Regions from separate parts of the Zea mays genome. Here region 2 is linked to region 1. The links are chromatin contacts, called in public Hi-C maps. All regions are on one chromosome and are shown on one strand. Each heading gives the region's core, a stretch centred on a gene start, on an enhancer-like site or on the middle of the called end of the contact. The rest is flanking DNA. Distances are from core to core; before and after follow the strand shown.

Region 1 (6,042 bases), core at 1,667-4,166:
AAAAGGTTTCTTTGTAGACAAGTACTCACCACACATCTTAATTGCAAATTCACATGGTGGAATGAACCTATTGATCCTTTCGTAGTCGGATTTTGTGATAAGATTCATTTCCAGCGCATAGTCTGTGTAGGCTTTGTATTGGATTTCTGGATCAGTGAGACCGTTGCCGATAGCAAATCCCTAGAATAAGATTAGTTAAGAATACAGAAGTTAAGGAAAAAAAAGGGAACTGGGAATGGAAAAGGCGTTGAAAAGTCGATGCAAAGAAGCTAATACTCATACCTTCAAGTTTATATGAATGCCCTCGTTTGCTTTGTTTCCTTGGTGAACTCTGCTTGCAAATGCTGGAATGTAGTGCCCAGCATAAGATTCTCCAGTTATAAAGAAGTCATTCTTTGCAAATTCTGGGTGCTTCTTAAAGAACACCTGAAATAGCAGTTTAGAGCAATTAAATAACACCCATGAGAGGCTATGACTCTTTTGTTTTTTTCCTAAATGAACCCAACACAATCAAACAATAAACCGACAGCCTAAATTTATTAATTATTATTCTGCTAGAGGAACCCTTCCCTTCCATTCGATGCCAATTGAGATCGAACTTTTAGACCACAATAGCGAAGGCGATTCATGATCTTTACTACCTCTAATGAAGTAATTCAGCCATATTTTCCATAACCCTTTATTTTTTATGCAAAAAGGACCCTCTGAGCCTTGCTAGCATCTAAGGGCACCAATCAGCACAATGGATTTTCTAAGGGGGTGTTTGAATGCACTAAAACTAATAGTTAGTAGACTAAAAATTGTTAGTAGAATTAGCTAGCTAACAAATAACTAATCAACTATTAACTAATTTACCAAAAATAGCTAATAGCTGAAATATTAGCTAGAGTGTTTGGATACCTCAACTAATTTTAGCCACTAACTATTATCTCTAGTGCATTCAAACACCCTCTAAAAATCATGTGTGTGACCGTTCTTTCCTGAAATGATTAAGAGCAGAGTCCCTCCTGTATTTAAGAAAATGTGTGTGCGCACGTGTTAGTTTCTCCTTCTGACCTCAACTACTTCTAAAAATGATCTGACCAAACTTCTATGGTGTCATCGCACAGCACATGGAATTGATGCAATAAAAGAAAGAAAGCACAACAGCCAGACAGAATTGACACAAAAGTAGCACCTGGAGAAAGTCATATAGGTCATTGCTGACACCAATCTCATCATGACGAGTATCACGATCATCAGAGCTGTAGCTAAAGCCAGTTCCGGTTGGCTGATCAACAAATATGATATTTGAGATCTGCAGACATCAAATCATATCAGAAACAGAGGAAATTGACATGATCTATGTAACTCAACATAAGGTGGGACCTGTACAGCAATAAGAAATTACTACAATGATATACTGAATTTAGCAGTCTCTTTTTCTTTTTTTTTCTTGCCTGCGCAAGATGAATTTAGCAGACACTTTCTGGAAATTGGGAAACAACTCTCTAAACAGTTAAGCTGCACTACTATAGTAAGCATACTTGCTGCTGCTGGACTTGTAATTGTAGCTAACTAATACCGTGGGGCTATTGGAAGTTGGTTGATTAAGAGGGCCCAATAAGGTTCTGTTCGTTTCCTTTCAGGATTATATAATCCAGCTTATGGATTATTATAATCTAGATATCTAGATTATATAATCCACTTAATAATGTGTTGTTTGTTTACCTCTCAATTTATTTAAGCTAGATTATATAATCTAATAGGATAAACAAACAGGGCCTAAGTAGATAAAGACAGCAAACATGGTGAGCTGATTATAACCGATTACCTAAAGTTAGTAAATACAGTTAAATATAGATAGTAGTACTAGTAACTAATATGCCTATTCTGGTTTATGGACAAGAAAACATTTTCTTCAACAAATGCTAGCAGCTCCAACAGAAACTTTAAAAGTGACCTTATTTTCACTAACGGCTTAACCTGACTATTGCTACCATAGTGAACATAGGTTGAAGTAATTAAGCTCTGTCATTTTCTTCTTAAAACTGACTGCAAGCAAAACTGGAATGTTCAGTTTGCAACTTTGCTACTCTAACGAGACAGGGGATCATAAAAGAGGTACGGTTTCATTACTTACCGTGTCCCAACCGAATTTGTTCCAGACAAGCGACATGTTGTTGGCAATGGTGAAGGGCCCATTCTCGTAGAAGACGGCCAGCTCGCTGCTGCAGCCGGGCCCTCCGGTGAGCCAGATCACGACGGGGTCGTCCTCCTTCTTCTTGCCCCTCGATTCGAAGAAGAAGTAGAACATTCTGCAGCGATCCAGGCACCACAAAGCGGCGTTCAATTCAATGTCGCGAAAATCGCTCGCTCTATTTATCGCCAAGCAGCACACGCAACGGGAAGGAAAAAAAAACGCGTCTTTTTTGGTCTCATCTAAATCCAAGGCTCTGGACTGCCGTTACAATGTTGGAATCTCAATTTTGTCTCGTTCACAGAGACAAAACCGAAATCCTAAGCCAAAGACCCAAGCTTTACTGCACAACCGCCGGGGCTGCTCACCTGGCGTCGTGCGTGTGCGGCAGGCGGAAGTATCCGGCGTGGTGGCCGAGGTCCCCGACGCCGGCGGGCGCGCCGGGCAGCCGGACGCGACGCTCTAGGAGCTCCCCGGGCGCCACGCTGGGCCCGTCGCCGCCGCCCGCGGCCGGCCCCGCCTCCTTCTCCTTAGGCAGGAGGTTGAGCGCGCGGATGAGCCGCTCCGCCTGCGCCGCCGGGAACGTGGCGTCGCGGGGCAGGCGGAGGCCGCCTTCTCCGGCGGCGGCGGCGGCCTCCGCCGCGACGGCGACGGCGACGGCGGCGAGGCAGAGGAGAGCCGGGAGGCGGGAGGACGCCATCGCCATTTTTGCCATCGTGGGGAGAGAGAGTGGGTTCGTGGGGGTATTGGATGCAACTTGGCAGCTGCTTCTCCTCCGGTTTTATAGCTCGCGTGGGGCGTTGAATTGCGTTGGCGTTTGAAACGCTGCTCCCTCTCGTCAGGTTTATTTGGTGGTTTCAGAATTCAGAGTGGCTGGCAACCAAAACCAAGCTTTGCTTGCAAGCAGAGACCAAGGAGATTCCTTTCGTTTGTGGCTTTCGTGAAGACTTGGCGTACACCTACTACTACTACTTCACGGTGATATGTCAGTGTGACTGGTGTCAGTTCCGCCGACACCCAGGAACTCGTCATCATCAGGGGCATTCCTTCAGGCCACGGCACGCTTGGTGTGCTTTTGCTTCGCTCTTCTCCCCGCCCTGCTTTCCGGTCAGCTATCGTAACTGAACGAACTGCGGCAGCGTTTCAGTTCAGCCACCATACTTTGCAACTGAATCACTCATGCATTGCGTTCTATATGTGCAATACTCACTCCTCAGTTACACCATTTTTCTTTTCTTTTCTTTCATCATGCAATGCAAGCTGTTGTGCAGCCTAGCTTGACTACTGAATCTCCTGCTGTGCCAGTGTCAGTTTCACATGCAGTATGGTAACGGATGTGGTCGAACGTGATGTGGTCGAACGTGATGTGAATCTTCAAGGGCAGCCTGCTTGCTTTTGGGTTGGCTTGCAAGTCTATCTACTGAAAGGGAGGAAAGAAGGTAACGGATGTGGTCGAACGTGATGCTGCCTCATCGCCGTCACCGAGCAAGCTGATAGCTGCAAGCATGACATGATGATTTGTTGAGCACTTGAGCTGGTCGAGTAGATTCCGCGTGACGCTATTCTTGGTTCCGCGCGCGCCCCAAGATGCGTGGACGCATGCATGCAGCGTGCTTCGGGAAGGATCTATATATATACCACTGATTATTGGTTGCTTTGCTTGCCGCTCCATCCATCCATCTCGATCGGACACATTAATCTGCAGGCTCATGTTGCTTCGCTTCCGCTGCTAGCAAACCTCAAATAGCTAGCGCGGTAGCATGCAGCCTGATCCAGAGAAAGCAACTTGTCACTGTTAGCTTCTATGTGCCTAAGATCCATTTAAGCTCATATTCCTAAGTTCCTAACTAGAATACCAATCCGTAACTACAAATCCTCGAGAACGAGTAGATCTCTTCTACTGAGAGTAATATGGTAATGTACCTTTGTCGTTGTTGTGTTGACGCGTACTAGCGAGGTGGTGGTGGAGCGTGGTCGTCGCCATCACGTCACCTCTATTGCCCTTGCAGAGGAACAACAGACACCGAGATCTAAGCCAACGTAGGTTGTCACGCTCACTCCGACGTCTAGGCTATGGGTCCTATATATGGATTAGGGTTTAGGGCGAAGTACTAGCGTTGTCTTTCTTACGACTCCTTAATCTTTTATATAACGTCGTGACCGGGGGCTCAACCTAAGGTTAGCGTGGGCCCTCCCAATCAAGGGTCTGATTAGGAGATGGTTAGTTAAGTTTAGCCTAATCTGATCATTGATGACCGACTGTAGATGACACATCTAACGGCCACCTCAAATCTAAATGGCCCAAGACAATCTGCCAGGTGATCCAACTAACACTCACAGGTGATCCAAGACAATCTGCCATGCCAAGCACTTGCAAACATATATAACATGAAGTACGACTTCGGCCTGGCTTGGTACGGTGGCCCAACTAAGACGCAGCCTGTTGTTGCCAGTGTGCTATTATTTGTCACCTGGATTTGGCACGAAGAGAACGGAGAAGAGCAAGATCTGGCTCTATCATCTCGTGCAGTGCGTTCCTGAGTGACGAAGAAGGTATATTGCATAAGTTAAATTTTGTTCCGCTCATATAAACACAATTCTGTTGCACCCATATGAGTTCAGTATAATTTTACTATAATGATTGTAGCAAATACGTACATGTCGAATCCTACTGAGAGTAGCAGCATGTCGTTAATTTCTTCGCTATGGATTTTATGGATTGAATTAACCATGAAAATACCTAAAATCTCCACGGTCTAAAAAATTGATGTTTGGCAATTTTCTGCAAGTTATTTTGTTCTTACATTAGGAACGACTGTTATGCAAGCAGTCCTTAGGGCATGTACAATAGGTGTCTTAAGTTGTGTCTTAGAGTGTGTCTAGGAGGGTGAATGTAAAAAAACTCAAGGCATGTATCTTGATGAAGACACAATGTCTTAGCTCTATGTTCGAGACAGGAGACTAGCTGATTGGTCACTTTAATTTATTGAATGCTCTGATTGGTACAATGAATATGGTAAGACACATATTTTAGACATGACCACTGTATTATGTTGTGTTTTAGTTGTGTCTTATACTTGGAGTACCGTGCAGCAGTGTCTAGGTTGTACATGCATATGCAAGCGTGCAAGCAAACCATCTGATCCATTAGATTACGATCCAACCACAGATACAACCATGATTTGTTAGGGTTTTTTTATAAAGATTATTGAGCTGGTGGTGAAGGGTTTAAGTGTTAAATGTGATCTACGGTTGGATCACGATCTAATGGATTAGATGGTTTGCTTGCACGCTTGCACAGAAGGACTGCTTGCATAGCAGTGGTTGCCCTTGCATTAATGGGGTGTTTGAATGTACTATAACTAATAGTTAGTGACTAAAATTAGTTGATACATCCAGACACTCCTAGCTAATAGTTCAGGTATTAGCTATTTTGGTAAATTAGGCTAACTCCAACAATGGGTAGCCATATTGCCCAGCCATTTCTATCCCTACATTTTTGAGAGCACCTAGAGGGGGGATGAATAGGTGATCCTGTGAAACTTAAACTTATAGCCACAAAAACTTGTTAAGTGTTAGCCCGATAATCGCCAAGTGGCTAGAGAGGAGTCTCAACAAAACACAATACCACAAGAGATCAAACACAGAGATGACACAGTGGTTTATCCCGTGGTTCGGCCAAGACCAACGCTTGCCTACTCCACGTTGTGGCGTCCCAACGGACGAGGGTTGCAATCAACTCCTCTCAAGCGGTCCAAAGACCAACTTGAATACCACAGTGTTTTGCTTTTCCTTTCAATATCCCGTTTGCGAGGAATCTCCACAACTTGGAGTCTCTCGCCCTTACACTTGAGATTCACAAA
Region 2 (6,042 bases), core at 2,530-5,029, 130 kb before region 1:
ATGAGAAGAAGAGGGAGAAGTTGAAGACGATAATCCTGAGCCCACTGAGTTTAAGCTTCGGACTGACTAGGCCCCTGTGCCGCATGACATCGGGGTCACCATGCCAACAAGCTGTAGCAGAATTCAGGGTGGTGGCTGAACAAATCAGCACTAGAGATTTAGTGCAAGAATACCTAGCCAACAAGGTATTTCCAACATTGAGTGAATGGAGTATGCCGAAGCTGAAGGGAACGAAGAAAAAGAATGAACTTGTTCGACTGCCCTATCGCTTCAAATTTGAAAAACAATTCAAAGGGTCATGCAAGAGTGGTTAGAAATGATAGAAACTATGTGCAACGAAATTTTGGGTAATTATACCAAAAAAGAAGATCAACTGATGACTGCAGCCTTCGGCACCCGACCAAAATGAAGGTTGAATCGGGTAATGGACGCTTTAAACTTTGAATACCCTGACTATGAACGACTAAGCAAGGGTGCCGAAGGTCCAAAAAGAAAGAGAGTTGTCAGTGTTTTGAGCAGACAGGCTGCTAGGATGGTGAAAGAGGACGAAGAAGCTCTAAAAAAGAGAAAAACCAGTCCTGAGCCGAAGATAGCTGCTTCAAAGAAGAGAAAGGTTGCAGCTCCGGAGCCAAAAGCAGCTGCGATAGAAGAGGAAACTCCTTCAACGCCTTCTGCTGCAGAAGTAGAAGAAATTCTAAAGGTAATGACCGAATCCTTACCTATCAAGCTGCTAAGTCCACTAGGGCCGCAACTGACGAAGCTTTTACAAAAGAAGGACAAGCCTTCAGCAACCAAGAAGGCGGTTGGGCCAAAAAGGCGGAGGATTGTTACAGTTATGCAAGCTATTGAGGAGACGCCACCGCCGGCCTTAGTGTCAAAAATGACACCAGCTGCCGAAGCTACAACTGCCAAAACTACTAATCTAGAGAGCACATTATCTGATATTGATAAAGTGCTCTTGGAGATGGCCGCGGAAGAAGCTGCTGCAGCTACCGAAGAAACCCTGGCCACAGTGCCTGAAAAAGGGAAGGAAATCGCCGAAGATATTTCGGAGGAAAAAGGCTTCAATTTTCAAAATATAATTGGTCAAGAATTATCCAAGGCTGAGAAAGAGGAGCTGCAGGAGTATGTTATATCCTATGGCTACCAGCCAAGAGCGATGCTCTTCGGCGGAATTAATGAAGAAGCCCTAGGATGTATTCGAGATCGAACTGGAGCAAAGATTATCAACACTCTGTCGAAGAGTGTTTGTTTTCCAAAGCTTGAAGCTGACATCAGTCACTATCGACGACAGCATATCGTCGGCAGTTTATTCTATTCTAATTTCAAGGTAAAATTTTTTTCCTCAGCTTTTTATTATTTTACGATGAAGGTGATTTCTGATGAAGGTTGTTTTGCACAAAGTATGCTACTAAGTAAAGCCTTGAGGATGCAACGGGACCTCTAAGATAAGAAAAATGAGGTTATCATTAAAGGCTTGGAAAGTAAAATCAAAGATCATGAAGCTGCTCTTGAAAAGAAAGATTTTGTTCTTCAAACAATGGAGGGTTCACTGTCAGAAGCCCAAGCCGAAATTGCTAGATTGAACAGTGAACTCCTGCTGAAGTCAGAAAGCTTTGAGCAAGAAAAGAAGAATTTTGATGTGAATCTTGAAGCCGAAGTCGAAAAGAGTTCGAATTTGCAAAAATCCTTGAAAGAGCTTCAGGACAAATGCCTAAACTTCGACAACTAGTGCGTGCAACGGCTGAAGCAGGTCTTCAACTCAGTTGGAGCCAGTTCTGAAAAATTTGAACCTTCGGTTGAAGACCTATCAAGCACCTTTGAACATATTGAGGGCGAAGTTGATGCACTTGACGAAGTTATAGCTGGGCATGGTGACTTCTGTGCCCTGCTAGCTTCTCGCGGCACAGCTGTTGCTTTTATGAAGGCTGGTTGCACGCATGGAAAAATTGTAAACAGGCTAAACTCCAGTCTATCAAAGTAGACTTGACTGACATCCCTAGCCTGGCCCGAAGCATTGGAAATAGATTTATAACACAAATCTGGACGAAGGGGGGGCGAGACTTAGCTGGTGACGAAGCTCGAAGTCATCTCAAGCCGGTATTAAATTTGTACCTGTTGCTTACCTTCTCCTGAGATTTCTATTTACCTTATACCGCTTTGTTATGTACAGGATGACGAAGCCAAAGATCATTGATCCGAAGCTTGACGGATACTGATGAAGCTGCTACAAAAAGCTCTAGAGAAATTTTGAATTAACTTTGTAAAAGATATTGTAATTTAGGAATTAAACACTGCTCTGTAAATTTGTCCATACCTTGTAATATATTTTTACCTTTTCATCCATGTATGAACTGCTTTGATGTGGACGAAACTTGTATTTTTTGAGTCGAAGGCGAAAAACACCTTCCCTTCTTTTCGTACACAACGAAGCATATCTTTGCTTCTTTGTACTCATCGAAGCTTTGTCATTAAAGCCGAAGCATCTGTTTGTATTCTATGTTATGATGATGATAATCCTATGAATGTCTAAATGAATGTGTATGAGTGCAATGAATGAGGTGATGTAACGTGCAAATGAATGTCCAAACACACGCTTACGAAGCCACACCCAGACTCTGCATCTCCTTAGGAACGACTTTGGAGTCTTCTTCGCCGCTTATTTTTCGGTGTTCACTGTTTATTTTTCGGTGTAAGTTCTGCATCCCCTTAGGAACGATTTTATAACTTCTTCGCCTTCTATTTCGGTGGTATAAGTTCTGCATCCCCTTATGAACAACTTTTGAACTTCTTCGCCTTATATTTCGGTGGTATTTGGCTCTGCATTCCCTTGGGAACGACTTTTGAGCAAAAAACTTACGCTGCGCTCCCTTAGGAACGACTTTTTGTAGCTTCGTCGTGCTCTGCATCCCCTCAGGGACGACTTTTGAGCTTCTCCCTGCTTTTTTTTTTCTCTCTGCACTCGATGGTGCATGCTCAGATTTTACATTTTACATTCTTTTGGGGGATTTGCTCTCGTGGAGCTAAATAAGAAAAAATTACAAGCTATGGCCCCATTAAAAACCTTTCTCCCCCTTTGGAAAGGAAAAGGGTGCCATGGGAAAAATGAAAAAGATTACATCAAATTACACATAATATCGTCGAAGCTCATCCGCATTCCAAGATCTAGGAATGTCGTTGCCGTCCATATCCTTCAATCTATAAGAACTGGGCCTTGATGAAGATACCACCAAAAAAGGTCCTTCCCACTTCAGCTGCAATTTGCCTACTGTGTCCGGATTAGCCACTCTTCGAAGCACCAAATGCCCTGGCTTAATATTTTTCAACCGAACTTTTCTGTCATGCCATTTTATTGTTTCGGCTTGATATTTATTGATATTCAAAGTCTGGTTCCTTCTATAGTATCTTTTGCTACGTGATAATCATCTTCGTCTTCTGCCAAAGCTGCTGTTCTTATTGACCCTTCTTTAGCTTCTTTTGTGGTTATTAGGACTGGGCAAAAAACCCGTTACCCGATTCCCGAACCCAGATTTCCCGAACCCGAACCCAGAATCCCGGGTACCCGAAGTTAGTTTGGGAAATTCGGGTATGAACTCTAGAAACCCGAACTTATTTTGGGATTTTCGGGTTTTGTCATGCGGTACCCGATGATCCCGAACTACCTGACCCAATTTTGCAATGTTGTGTTTTGCAGCCCAGCGCTCCAGTCTCTAGCCCAGCCCACAGGCGAACAGTCAGTGGTAGAGCGACTCAGCGGCCCAGTCCCACAGGCGGAGAGCGTAGAGTCGCTCAGCCACAGACTAGCCTCCTCAGCGCCCGCCGCCTAGTCCTCAACCACTGCTCACCTGCTCTTATGGCGTGAGCGCGACTGCTCTTGCTCGGCTGCTGCTCCTGGCCTCTATGCACTCCGCTGCCAGATGCCTAGACCAGTAGACCCCTAAGGCGGAGGCCCCGACGGGCAATGGCTGGTCGGCGCCGGACTCCAAACTCCATTGCATGCCACACTACGTTCTGCAACTTCTCCCAACCAGAGCTGTAGAGCAGGCGCCAGTTCCCATGTGTGTTTGTTGCCATAGTGCTTCACTGCTTCGTGTGAAGTTGGTTAAACTAGACCATTATGTGCCCGCATTTTTCTAGATTATAAGCCTGTTAATGTGTATTATGTGTTGTATGGTTCTTGAGATCGGGAGAATTGGGAATACCCGGTACCCGAACCCGAAATTTCGGGTACCCGAAATTTCGGGTAATGATTTGTCAGGGTCTATTTCGGGTAAGATTTTTCAGAACCCGAATTTATAATTACCCGAAATATCGGACCCGAATTTTTCGGGTAACCCGATTGCCCAGGCCTAGTGGTTATGGCTTCGTCACCAAATAATAATTTGAACGGTGTAAAACCTGTTGATCTTGATATAGTTGTATTGTGGCTCCACACCACTTTAATCAACTCATCTGGCCACTTTCCTCTGGGCTGATTGAAGATTAGCTTCATTATTCCCATCATTATAATGCCATTTGCTCTTTCGACCAGACCGTTTGACTCCGGATGCCTAACTGATGCAAAATGAATCTTCGTGCCATTCCGATCACAGAAATCCTTGAAAGTTTCAGCATCAAATTGTGTTCCATTGTCCACAGTTATAGCCTTCGGCACGTCGAAGCGACAAACAATATTTTGCCAGAAGAATTTTTGGACTGTAACCGAAGTTATTGTAGCCAAAGGCTTCGCTTCAATGCACTTAGAAAAATATTCTACAGCCACCACAACATATCTCAAATTGCCTTGCGCTGGTGGAAGTGGGCCTAACAAATTTAGGCCCCATCTTTGCAACGACCAGGTGGGCTGTATTAGCTAAGTGAGAGATGAAGGTTGTTTCTGGTCTCTTGCACATTTTTGACAATTTTCACATTTCTGAACTAGCTTTGCTGCATCCAAAGCTGCCTTCGGCCAGTAAAAACCTTGTCTAAACACTTTTCCCAGTAAGGGCCTAGACCCAATATGAGATCCACATAGACCTGCATGTATCTCCTTCATTAATTCAATACCTTCAGCTCTTGATAAACACTTGAGGAGTGGAGAATAGACTCCATGTTTATATAATTCCCCTTCTATTATCACATACAGTCTTGTCCTTGCTTCCATTCTCTTATTATAAGCTTCGTCATCCGAAAGACAATTACCTTGGAGGAAAGATATAATTTCAGTCCTCCAATCTTCACTATGTACTGGAGAAATAGCAAGCACTGCTCTCTCCATGAGTTCAACCGAAGGTGCCTTTATTGTTTCAAAAAATACTTCCAAAGGTAGAGGGAGCCCCTGAGCCACTGATTTGGCTAGCAGATCTGCATGCTCATTTTCACCTCTTGGAATATTCTTGAGAGAAAAACCTTCGAAAGAAGCCTCCAACCTTCGAATTGTATCCAGATATTTTTCAAGCTTCGGGTCTCTTGCCTTGCTACTTTTGTCTACATGGCCAGAAATGACTTGAGAATCAGTTTTCAGGATGGCTCTTCTTATTCCCATTGCCCTTAACTTCCGAAGCCCCAACAGAAGTGCTTCGTATTCAGCAATATTATTTGTACAACTAAAGTTAAGCTTGGCTGCATAACATGTTATGACTTTCGAAGGTGCTACTAGGACAGCAATCGCTCCTGCACCGAAGGTTCCCCAAAAACCATCGCAGAACACTATCCAAGCTTCGGTGTCTTTGTTTATTTCTTATTCCTGAGCCCCTGGCGTCCAGTCAGCGATGAAGTCTGCTAATGCCTGGGACTGAATTGAGGATCTATGCACATAGTCAATGGTGAATTCGTTAAGCTCCGCAACCCATTTTCCAATCCTTCGAGTAGCTTCTCTATTCCTCATTATGTCCTTCAGAGGCTGTGACGAAGGAACAATTATGTGATATGCTTGAAAATAATGCCGAAGCTTTCTGGAGGCCATTAACACAGCATACAACACCTTCTCCAATTCTATATAATTTTTCTTTGACAAACTTAAAACTTCAGAGATGAAGTACACTGGAGCTTGCATTTTGACTT

The links. A called contact is a pair of places that touch in the nucleus more often than the background predicts.
Region 2: a contact with region 1 is called in a Hi-C map of ear, with 7 times the contacts expected there. The contact joins the enhancer-like site here to the promoter of LOC100279929 in region 1. A contact is called at or near these places in 5 of 25 Hi-C or Micro-C datasets (ear, leaf and tassel).

Annotation. Positions count from the first base shown.
Region 1 is chr5:71,097,348-71,103,389 of Zm-B73-REFERENCE-NAM-5.0, forward strand. It overlaps LOC100279929, which reads right to left and starts at 2,917. Exons shown (of 9, transcript NM_001152879.1): 1 at 2,548-2,917; 2 at 2,123-2,297; 3 at 1,178-1,297; 4 at 283-426; 5 at 30-180. The coding sequence starts at 2,894.
Region 2 is chr5:70,966,707-70,972,748 of Zm-B73-REFERENCE-NAM-5.0, forward strand. It overlaps the pseudogene LOC109939696. Among protein-coding and RNA genes, the nearest start is that of LOC100273430, 86 kb to the left of the region's middle. Within about 2 kb of position 3,780, at least 15 of the 20 cell types and tissues checked have an H3K27ac peak or open chromatin away from gene starts, as enhancers often do. A contact at or near this core is called in ear, leaf and tassel, where this site is marked.